3 separate regions of the Mus musculus genome follow, and all the other regions are linked to region 2. Evidence: chromatin contacts called from public HiChIP or PLAC-seq data. All regions are on one chromosome and are shown on one strand. The core of a region is the stretch at or near the end of the contact, and the rest is flanking DNA. Distances in the headings are between cores, read along the strand shown. Region 1 overlaps Ptpn5 (protein tyrosine phosphatase, non-receptor type 5). Region 2 holds the start of Tsg101 (tumor susceptibility gene 101). Region 3 has its middle 26 kb from the start of Ptpn5.

What was found. HiChIP or PLAC-seq counts read pairs in DNA pulled down with a chosen protein or histone mark.
Region 1: a contact with region 2 is called in a FOXA1 HiChIP or PLAC-seq map of pancreatic cancer cells. The contact joins the enhancer-like site here to the promoter of Tsg101 in region 2. A contact is called at or near these places in 2 of 39 promoter capture datasets (cranial neural crest and pre-B cells), 2 of 115 datasets of contacts at active chromatin or transcription factors (CD8 T cells and pancreatic cancer cells) and 3 of 9 other capture datasets (adipose tissue, liver and pancreatic islet).
Region 3: an H3K4me3 HiChIP or PLAC-seq map of bone marrow-derived macrophages shows a contact between it and region 2, with 2.8 times the contacts expected there. The contact joins the enhancer-like site here to the promoter of Tsg101 in region 2. A contact is called at or near these places in 16 of 39 promoter capture datasets (the 3T3-L1 cell line, the C10 cell line, the HPC-7 cell line and 11 more), 6 of 115 datasets of contacts at active chromatin or transcription factors (bone marrow-derived macrophages, embryonic stem cells, large pre-B cells and 1 more) and 3 of 9 other capture datasets (adipose tissue, liver and macrophages).

What each region holds. Positions count from the first base shown.
Region 1 is chr7:47,112,171-47,115,390 of GRCm38.p6, forward strand. Ptpn5 (protein tyrosine phosphatase, non-receptor type 5) reads right to left here. Exons shown (of 14, transcript NM_001163565.1): 2 at 551-627. The coding sequence starts at 575. Gm14377 (a long non-coding RNA gene) reads left to right here. Exons shown (of 4, transcript XR_003946769.1): 4 at 1-898. Among named protein-coding and RNA genes, the nearest start is that of Gm14377, 18 kb to the left of the region's middle. Within about 2 kb of position 1,466, at least 38 of the 459 cell types and tissues checked have an H3K27ac peak or open chromatin away from gene starts, as enhancers often do. A contact at or near this core is called in CD8 T cells and pancreatic cancer cells, where this site is marked.
Region 2 is chr7:46,918,674-46,921,635 of GRCm38.p6, forward strand. Tsg101 (tumor susceptibility gene 101) reads right to left here and starts at 1,296. Exons shown (of 10, transcript NM_021884.4): 1 at 1,148-1,296. The coding sequence starts at 1,189.
Region 3 is chr7:47,156,683-47,159,917 of GRCm38.p6, forward strand. No RefSeq gene overlaps it. Among named protein-coding and RNA genes, the nearest start is that of Ptpn5, 26 kb to the left of the region's middle. Within about 2 kb of position 1,264, at least 32 of the 459 cell types and tissues checked have an H3K27ac peak or open chromatin away from gene starts, as enhancers often do. A contact at or near this core is called in bone marrow-derived macrophages and pre-B cells, where this site is marked.

The DNA.
Region 1 (3,220 bases), core at 216-2,715, 190 kb after region 2:
TGTGGTCTCCTACTGGTGTGCCATGCTGCCACCCCATGGGCACAGTGCCCTGGCTGTCTCCATGGTGACAGCTACGACAGGGGTTTGAACAGGTGGGCAGACTCCTGCATGTGTGGTCACTTGCACTCCAAAGGCAGGTTCTGATTTCTAACCAGGCTTCTCTGCAGGACTGACAGGCAGCTCTGCATGCTGCTTGGCCACCCTCAGCTCAGACCATAGCATCTGGTTTAAAATCTTCTCCACTGCTCCCGAGGCCTTCACTGACACATCACTGATCAGCGGCTCTCTGTGCTGGGCTCCCTGGCCTACTCTCTTCCTTTTTACCCCTAAGCACATCTTCAGCTGTCTGCTCTTCTTCCCAGAGGAGGCAGAGCTGCCCCAAAGGATACTAGGTCAGAAAGACACTCAGGGTTTGAGCAACAAATCCCCATCTATACAGATACCTTGGAACAGCAAGTTCACAGTCAGCCAGGTCTCTGGTTCTGTGTCAAGTGGTACCTTCTTCCCCAACTTTGAGTTCTTGAGTCATAGGAGTGTGGAGGACACTTACCCAACAGCCTCTCACTACAGCACATGTCCAGGGTTCCTCCCTCGGAGTCATCAGCAGCCTGGCTCTCTCTCTCACTCCTGTAGTGGGAGAGAAATTGTTAGGAGAAGTTGGTGGTCCAGGATTGAGCCCCAGCCGTTAGCAAAGACGAAGAGCTGCCCCTTCAGTATCCCTTTGATTCGCTCCACTTCATCAGGAGGACCCATGGGAAAGAACAGCCCCTATGGCGTCAAGCTGTAGAAGAGGGGCTGGATTTTGCAGGTGTCTCCTGTGTAATCTCATCATCACCACAGCCACCACCACCACCTCCTCCTCCTCCTCATCTTCCTCCTCCTCCTTCTCCTCCTCTTCCTCCTCTTCCCCCTCCACAAGACTGGTTTACCTTCCAGAGACTCTGAAACACAGTCCTTACCATGACTCCAGGAAATAATGTTCATCAAACAAAGCTTAGTAGTTTATGTGACTTGCCCAAGGTCTCATCAGAGTGAAGCTGGGCTTGAAGTTACACTGGAGAACTCCAAGCTAAAGCTCTTACTGCTGTGCCATTCTAATTCCTTTGTTAGTGATGATGATGATGCTATATATATATATATATATATATATATATATATATATATGTGTGTGTGTGTGTGTGTGTGTGTGTGCACATTTGAATGCAAAAGTGGGGGCCGTGGGAGTTGGGTTTGCGAACAGCCTCTCAACCCTGAACTTGCTTTACTATAAGAGCACCCCTAGATAGAAGGTAACCCGAGTCAGTGGACGACGATGTTAGGCAGAAAGATAAGCAAGGTATCTGGATGGGGACCCACAAGTGACTCACACCTGCTTTCACACCCCAGCCACATTCAGAATAGCTCAGCGCTGCATGCATGCAGTGGACTCTATAAATAAGCTTCCTAGAAAATGACTAATTTCATAGTCAGAAAAGCAGAAAGAGTAGCACCCAACACTGTGGAGGAAAATGGAGCAAGATTTGGTTCTGCCCTGTGCTGGACTCCAGCCCCTGCCCCTTCAGAGCTGTGTATCTCGACTCTGGCAGGAGTTTGATCAGATTTCCAAAACTAAGATGCTCCATTCACACAGCACAGAGAAGCCCTGACTCTGGGTACTGCCTTTCTCTTTGCCCACCAGGAGCAGATATAGCAGCATGGAATGGATTGCTGTGGGCAACCCTTTCCACTTCCTCTGTCAGCTGGGCAACACTTGCTAAAACTCGCCTGTGTCAACTCACTCAATAGCTTCCCATTGCTGTGCTTAGAATCAGAGAGCCTCAGAAATGATGGGGTACCTTCGACATGCATTTGCCAAGCAACCCCTGTGAGCAAGAGCTTTGGCAGTCCAATGCAGTGCTGGGTGAGCCAGGGTCCTTCCCATCTGACCAAAGAGCTGGAGATGCTAACATGATTGTGTCATGGCATCCATCTCTTTAACTGATGTCTGGACATAAGTTCCACTCAAGGGGAGAGTTCCCCTCAAGTCTGTGGGAGGAGGAAGTGTCCTCCAAAGGGAAGGCTGGAACTACTTCTTAAAGGATATTTCTATAGATGACAGGCTGCCAGAGTGAGAACTTGGGCAGTACAAATGTTTCATTTTGGGGCACCGACTGGAAGTAGTCTGGTCAGAAGAATGAGAAAGCAGGTGAGACTTCTCTCAGAAATCATGAGCTCTACCTCTTGGATGGGGAGTCCTTTTTGCATGTGGCCGTGTACTGAGAGGTAGCACAAGGCTCCCAGAGCCAGCCTGGGTTCAGGAAGTCTGCAGCAGGAGTGGGCGGAGTTAGCGGCATAGATGTAAGGAAGGGACTCAAGATTCAGCAGGTGGCATTTGGCCATGAAGTCTTCATAGCACAAAACCTAATGTTTATTTCTTTACTGCTTTATTGAGACAGTGTTGTTATGCAGCTCAGATTAGTCTTGACTCCTGATCTTCCTACCTCTGCCCTTGAATGGTGGGACTGTAGGTGTGTACTACCACACCTGGATGAAACCCATCATTGTACACTGAATAAACCTATACCATCTAATACCAGCATTACCTAGTGACAACATGTTTTCACCTCCCCCAAAGGAAACCCCATATACCTATTAAGGAACCATACTTCATTCTCCATCCCCTAATCCCTTGGCAACCTCTAATTTTATTCATGTTTCCATGGCCGATTCTGGATATTTCACGGAAGTAGAGCTACACATGAAGACTTCCATGTCTTGTTCCTTTCACTTAGCATAATGTCTTCAGGGTGCATCCAAGCTGGTTACCGTTACTAGCCTGTTCTTTATTCTTTTCTATGGGTGAATAATCTCCCACTGTATGGACAGACAACATTTCATTATCCACTCATTAGCTGATGGACACGTAGATTGCCTCTGCCTTTGGGCTTTTGTGAATGGTGCTACTATGATCCAGTGCTACTATTATCCCCACGAGCTTAGGACTTTGGGCCATCGCTTCCCTGTCCTGGGCATGTTCCTCATCTGCAAGTAAGGTGGTCACATCCCAGGCTTCTTGCAGCCTGGATATCATCACCATTACTTTTAACAGCCCCTTCATGCCTGTGGGTATAATTACATAGTTATACACCCAGCCTGGACCACTTGCCCAATTTCTAGGAACCCATGGCTGATGGTGCTGACACAAATAGCTGCTCTGAGTTGAGTTTCAGCAGGGGCTTGT
Region 2 (2,962 bases), core at 46-2,545:
CTCTGGGTGAGCCAGAATGTCTTGATAAGGACAGAGATCCCCAATCAGATGAAGTTAATGGGCTACATCTTCTAAAAGCTTAATTGAGGCTTTGAAAAACAAATGATTTGAAGGTAAAACAGTACTATATCGACCTTTACCGGGACCTCGTACATTCCCCCAGACCCCTGTGTCATTACAGATAACTACAGGGAAAAAAAAAAAAAAAAAAAGGAAGCCTAAAAGATTAAATGGTTAGACAACCAAGAGACAAGAGGTTTGGTCTTCAAGGACTCAGGGAAATGACTTTACTAAAAAAGATCTAGTTTTACAAAGAATAAAAAAAGAAGAAAAAAAGAAAAGAAAAATTTTATGTTTTGAAATGCGGTCTCACTGTGTATCCCTGGCTGGTCTGGAACTCACAATCTGTCCTGATCTGTCGTCAACTGCCTACAGAGCGCTGGAATTAAAGGCCTGTGCCACCACGCCCAGCGTATTCGTGTTTCCTTGTAAACTAGAAACTTCTTAACCCCACGATCTCTATTATTGCTCTGATAAGAGCATCAAAGTCAACTTCAATGACTAAAGGAGTTAGGGCTCAACTACGTTACATAAATTTCATTCCAATTAAATTTGGTAAATTACAAAAAGCAAGGCATTCTGGAGTCCGATGCGCAGTATTAAGTACTAAGTAGCTAATGTGCAAAATATCCAAAAGGCCTTTTAAAAAGTGAGAGGAAAAAAAAAAAACCCACAACCAGTCAAGCAGTAAGAATTTTTAAGTTCAACTCAAAGTAAACAAGCAAACAACTGCGTTAATCACAGTTAATGCAAACAATGGAATGCAACTGCAGAGTTCTCTGGAGCGGGGAAGGGCTGCCAAGCTCGATTTTCTGGCTGCTCTACTTCAGCGAACCAATTGCACCAAGAGTTCCCGAGCTCCGGTGGGATGTGCCGGGTTGGGCCGGGGAGAGGCGCGCGGGGACTGGTTCTGAGCAGGGCCGGGCTCCGGCCGGCGGGGACCGTCAGCAGCGCCGGGCAGACAGCAGCGGCCGCGCCAGGCACGACCCCGCTTTTGTTTATGGAGGCGAAGGCGGGAAGGGCCGCTCCGCAGAGGGAAGGCGGCCTAGCCCAGCCCGCGGGGCCGCCCCGTAGGGCGCGGGCTCACCTTGGACATCATCTTCTTCAGCTGACTCTCGGACACCGCCATGGCGCGCTCCTCCGTCCCCACAGGCAGAGGGTAGGCGCCACGGGGCCGCCCCAGGCCGCCAGACAATCGCCGCCGCCGCCGCCCCGCCCCTGCGAAGCAGGAAGCCGGCACGTTGTGCTTCCGCTTCCCGCGCGTCACTTCCGGGGCCGCTGGTCTGCGGTGCGAAGTCGGGCGAGAGATCAGGTCCGGTCCACGGGTGCCCGTGGTGCGGTTGTTTGCAAGCCTTTCGCGGTCCCGAAGTCCCGGCCCTCTCGCGAGCCTTGCCACCCGCTGCGGCTCGGAAGGTCCTGGGCTCGCGTCGCTCACAGAACTAGCTCGTGGACACTCTAGACACTTTTAGGTGACTGCGCCCGAGGCACCTCTGATTATCACATCCGTTTTTGTTACTGCAGTTTAAACGCTCGAAAGCCCTTCATGTCAAGTTCGCAAGGGCAAAGGAGATTTTTTTTCCCCCGTTAGGAAGCTATGCGGTAATTTTCTCCTCTGGATACTTTCCCCTAACAATTCCAGTGTGCCCACATAAAGATTAGACAGGCCGCAGTCTGCCTTGCTTGAGGGCAGGCTTCTTTTCAGATTATAAAGAATTTACCCCTTCAAACTTCTGAGTTTGAAGCCTCTCCAGTGTTAATCCCAAAAAGGCAAGGAGCAAGATCATGGACCCAAATCATCATAGCCAAATTAATTAAAGCAAGCAATTAATTAAAACCTTTTAATTTGTGTACAGGAAGTCAGCTTTGGACATAGGCTAGAAAATTGGTCTTATAGCTCAGGGGTAGGGAGTTTCCAAATGGGTGATTTGGCAGGTACATAGGCGGGTTACAGGAACAGAACAAAATGGCCATAACACATCTTGTGAAACAAAGACGTGGTTGCAAGGGGGTCTTAACAAGGTACTCATGACAAAGTGACCATGACAGGTGGTTATAAGGACAGGTGGTCATAATAACCTTTTGAAACAAAGGCATTGGGTGCCGTATAGAAACATTTGAAGATAAGGTTACAGGTGGGGCATAGCCCAAACCCTTGAGAAACAGATTTAATCATAAACAGGAACGATGCTGATGGCTTTCAAGCCTAAAAATGGAGACAGGCTGGCCTCATCACCAGCCCAATTTTCAGATCTTAATTGCCTTGTAGAATACAAGAGGTGATACTCAATCTCAATTGAGTTTCTATTTCCAATAAATGCTTGTTAGAGGGGCTGAAGGGATAGCTCAGCAGTAAAGAGTACTTGTTGCCCTTGCAGAGGGTTAGGGTTAGGTTCTCAGTTACAGGGACTCCTGATAGCCTCCATGGGCACCAGGAATGCAGATGGTACACACACATCCAGTGCAGGCAAAACACTCATGCTGGTAAAATAATCTTTAAAATAAAAAGCGACATATTAACCATCAATTCTTATTACTTTTTATTTTTTAAAAAAGATTTATTTATTATTATGTCTAAGTACACTGTAGCTGTCTTCAGACACTCCAGAAGAGGGCGTCAGATCTCATTACAGATGGTTGTGAGCCACCATGTGGTTGCTGGGATTTGAACTCAGGACCTTCGGAAGAGCAGTCGGAGCTTTTCCCCGCTGAGCCATCTCACCAGCCCTCTTAATACATTTTATAAATACAATCATCTAAAGTATAAAGCCTAGTATAGACAGCAGTGAAAGAGAATACATCTGGGTGATCTTAGTATATAATCAATTCCTTTCTAAATCCAAGGTCACGGACGGCCTAAGGGAAAGTGCGTGGCAGGTGTCAGCATACTCTATCTTAAAAGGGA
Region 3 (3,235 bases), core at 14-2,513, 240 kb after region 2:
TCTTCCTTCTTCCTTCCCTCCCTTCCTCCCTTCCCCTCCCCTCCCTCCCTCCCTTCCCTCCCCTCCCCCCTCCCTCCCTCCCTCCCTCCCTCTCTCACTCCCTTCCCCTTCTCTCTCTTCCTCCCTCCCTTCCTTCCCGCCCTCCCTCCCCTCCCCTCCATTCCCCTCCCCTCCCTCCCTCCCTTCTTCCCTTCCCCTTTTCTCCCTCCCTCCCTCCCTCCTCCCTCTCTTTCTTCCCCCCTCCCTCTCTTCCTTCCCCCTCCCTCTCTTCCTCCCTCCCTTCCTAGTGACTTTGAGGTTTGGATTCATTGTATTTTTCCTGATTTTGGCATCGTGGCAGTACTGATTACACACAATGGATTTGAAAGTGTTCCCATTTCTTACATTACCTGAAATATATTCGAGTCAGTAGCCTTCTCTGCTCCTTAAATGCTGATGCAATTCCTCAGTGAAGTCATCCTGGGCCATGGCCTTTCTCTGTAGAAAGGTTTCTTACTGTGAATTCGACACCTTTTACTTGGTGCAGTAATATTCACTATGTAGCTCAGGCTGGGCTTGAACTTACGTGCTCCAGCCTTTGCCTTCCAAGTGCTAGGATTGTTGGTATAACGCTGTACCTGGCTTATTTTACTGTTATCTGTCTGTCTGTCTGTCTGTCTGTCTGTCTGTCTATCTACCTACCTATCTATCTATCTATCTATCTATCTATCTATCTATCTATCTATGCATGTATGTATGTATGTATGCATGTATGCATGTATGTATGTATGCATGTATGTATTTATTTATGTTATGCTCTGAATGACTTAAAGCTGTAGCTTTCCCTGTAAGGTTGTGACTGTACTTCCTCCCACTGTTCTGGGTTCCTTCTTCCTTTTCAATCAGCACCCGCTTCTGCTTCCATACATATTTCATTTATTATTTGTAAAGAAGAACGAAATCACGACATTTGCAGGAAACTAGATGGAGCTGGAAATCATTATATTAAGCAAAATAAGCCAGACCGAAAAACAAATATCACAGTGTTAACTGTTAAAGACATATCTAGTGGGGGGAGGTAGAGGCTCTTCACTGGTCCAGTCTGCTTCTTGACCTTTTCCTTGGTTCCTGGATGAAGAGTTCCCCCCTCGTTCATTCACAGGGGGGGGGGGCATTCATTCACATTCTGTTGGGCATTTTGGGGAGCCACCTGGAGGGTCTGTCACTGTGGCTGCTGCTAACCGAAGCAATGAGGAAGTAAATGCTAGGGTTGGTGCAGCTGTTAACTGCACAGAGTGTAACCGGATGGAGCGGCTAGGAGGACACTGAAGCTCATACAATCCATACAATCCGTGACCAGCCAATTCTAAAGCAAGCCACAGATGAGGGAGACCAGCACTGCAGGCAATGGAGTCCACTGGGAACTACAGAGGATCGTGATCCGCAGACTGGGCTGGGCTGGCGCGGGAACCTTTCTGGAATAAGTACTCCGACACCAGTGAGAGTCGAAGACAGGAACTGTCACAGTGGGCCGAAGTCAGGACAGCTCCTGAAAGCTCCTGGACTTCAATGCCAGGCCCAGTTTGTATTCTCATGTTATACTCTAAAACCACACTGAGGGGTGTGGCTGCCAGCAGGTTGTGAAGGGCACCGACCCATTGTTTTAGCTGTTTTTCCAGGTCATTCTGATCCTGTAGTAATAAATATTAAAAAAAAAAAAAACAACAAACAAACCAAAACCAACAACAAAAAACAAACCCTGTCATGGGGTTTCTACCCACCTTGGATCATTTATGTTCTTGGATGAAAAAAACACACAGCCTTTATATTTTTAAATATGCCTTAGGCAGCACAATAGCTGGGCAGCTGCCTATCCTCCATGCTGTTAGAATCACCCTTTCTATCAATAAACCAGGTTATTACTTACTGTTCCATCTGGACTGCTCTTAGCTCCAACTGGCCAGCCCACATGTCCACATTATTATGGCTCAGCTAACCCGTGGTGGCTCTCCTTTTTCCTCTCCTGCACATTCTTCTTCTATTCCATAGCAGCTTCTCTCCTTCTCTCCTTTACCCCGCCTGTGTCTCTTCTTCCCAGCTACTGGCTGGCAGCATCTTTATTTACCAATCAGAATCAACTGGGGTAGGGTTCTTTCATGTCTTATGTGAGGACTCTCTTTGGGGCAAACAGTTTTGGGGGGGTGCAAATTAGCATTAGAATACAAGCAACATTAGTCCAACCCACTATAAATAGCAAATAAAGTCATGCTTAGCAGATAGGCCATACGAGTAGTGCATTAAGTAAATCACTAATAAATCAGTGTTTAATAATTGGTCCTTTCTACTGCAGTCTACTTCATTCCCCCGTCCTCCCCTTCTTCACACCTTGTGAATCCGTGTTGAAGAAATGGGTGGATGCCCCTGCTGAATCACCTCCATTGCATTCCACTGACTCTCGTGTACCTTTAGCCTTACTCCTTTAATAACTTCTTGGCATCTCCCCCACACTATTGTTGGCTGGTTAGAATAAAGACAGCATTTCCCATTTAAAACCGTGGCTGCGTCATCCTTGCCAGTACTAATTGTCCAGTCCTCTGGGATTTTGGAGGAACATTGCTGTCAATGAATCTATTTCATTCTGGAGAGTGACTGTGTTTTCCTGAACAATGGTTTTTCTTGATCTGAGTATAGAGCTGACAGTGTTGAACTGGTTGGATGCAAGACTGGTGTTCTCTTGTTTCTTGATTCCAAGGAATATTAAGAACTGCTGGACCTCACTTCTTGGGAGCACACCTAAGTCACGGGACACGAATGGGTAAGTCATGAGTCCACAGCTCCTGGGTGCCAGGTGTAAATACCCCTGGGGAGACAAACTGTGTACCAGCAGGAGCTACTGTTCTTTTAACAGTATCTATTCTTAGTTTGGCACAGCCCTTTTCATTTTGCACATATTGGGCTTTTCCTAAGTCCCAGTTAAGCCTGTCCCTTTGTGTTGTTAATCAGGCCCTGGGGGTATTTATTCCTACTCCAGGATAAATAACCTGCTTGCTTGCAAGCTTATCCGGATGGATGTCCTGACCTGGGTAAAGGAGCTCGGGGCTGGCATTACAAAAGCCAGCATTTTAAGACACATCTTTTCCAGATGAAGGGATTTAAAAAAATGGCCAGTGTAGCAGCTGTCTTTGGTTACTCTGTGGGTTCTTCTTTCTTCTGCCTTTCTCCACCCTTTTTCTTCCACCTTTCAATCCCCTAACAC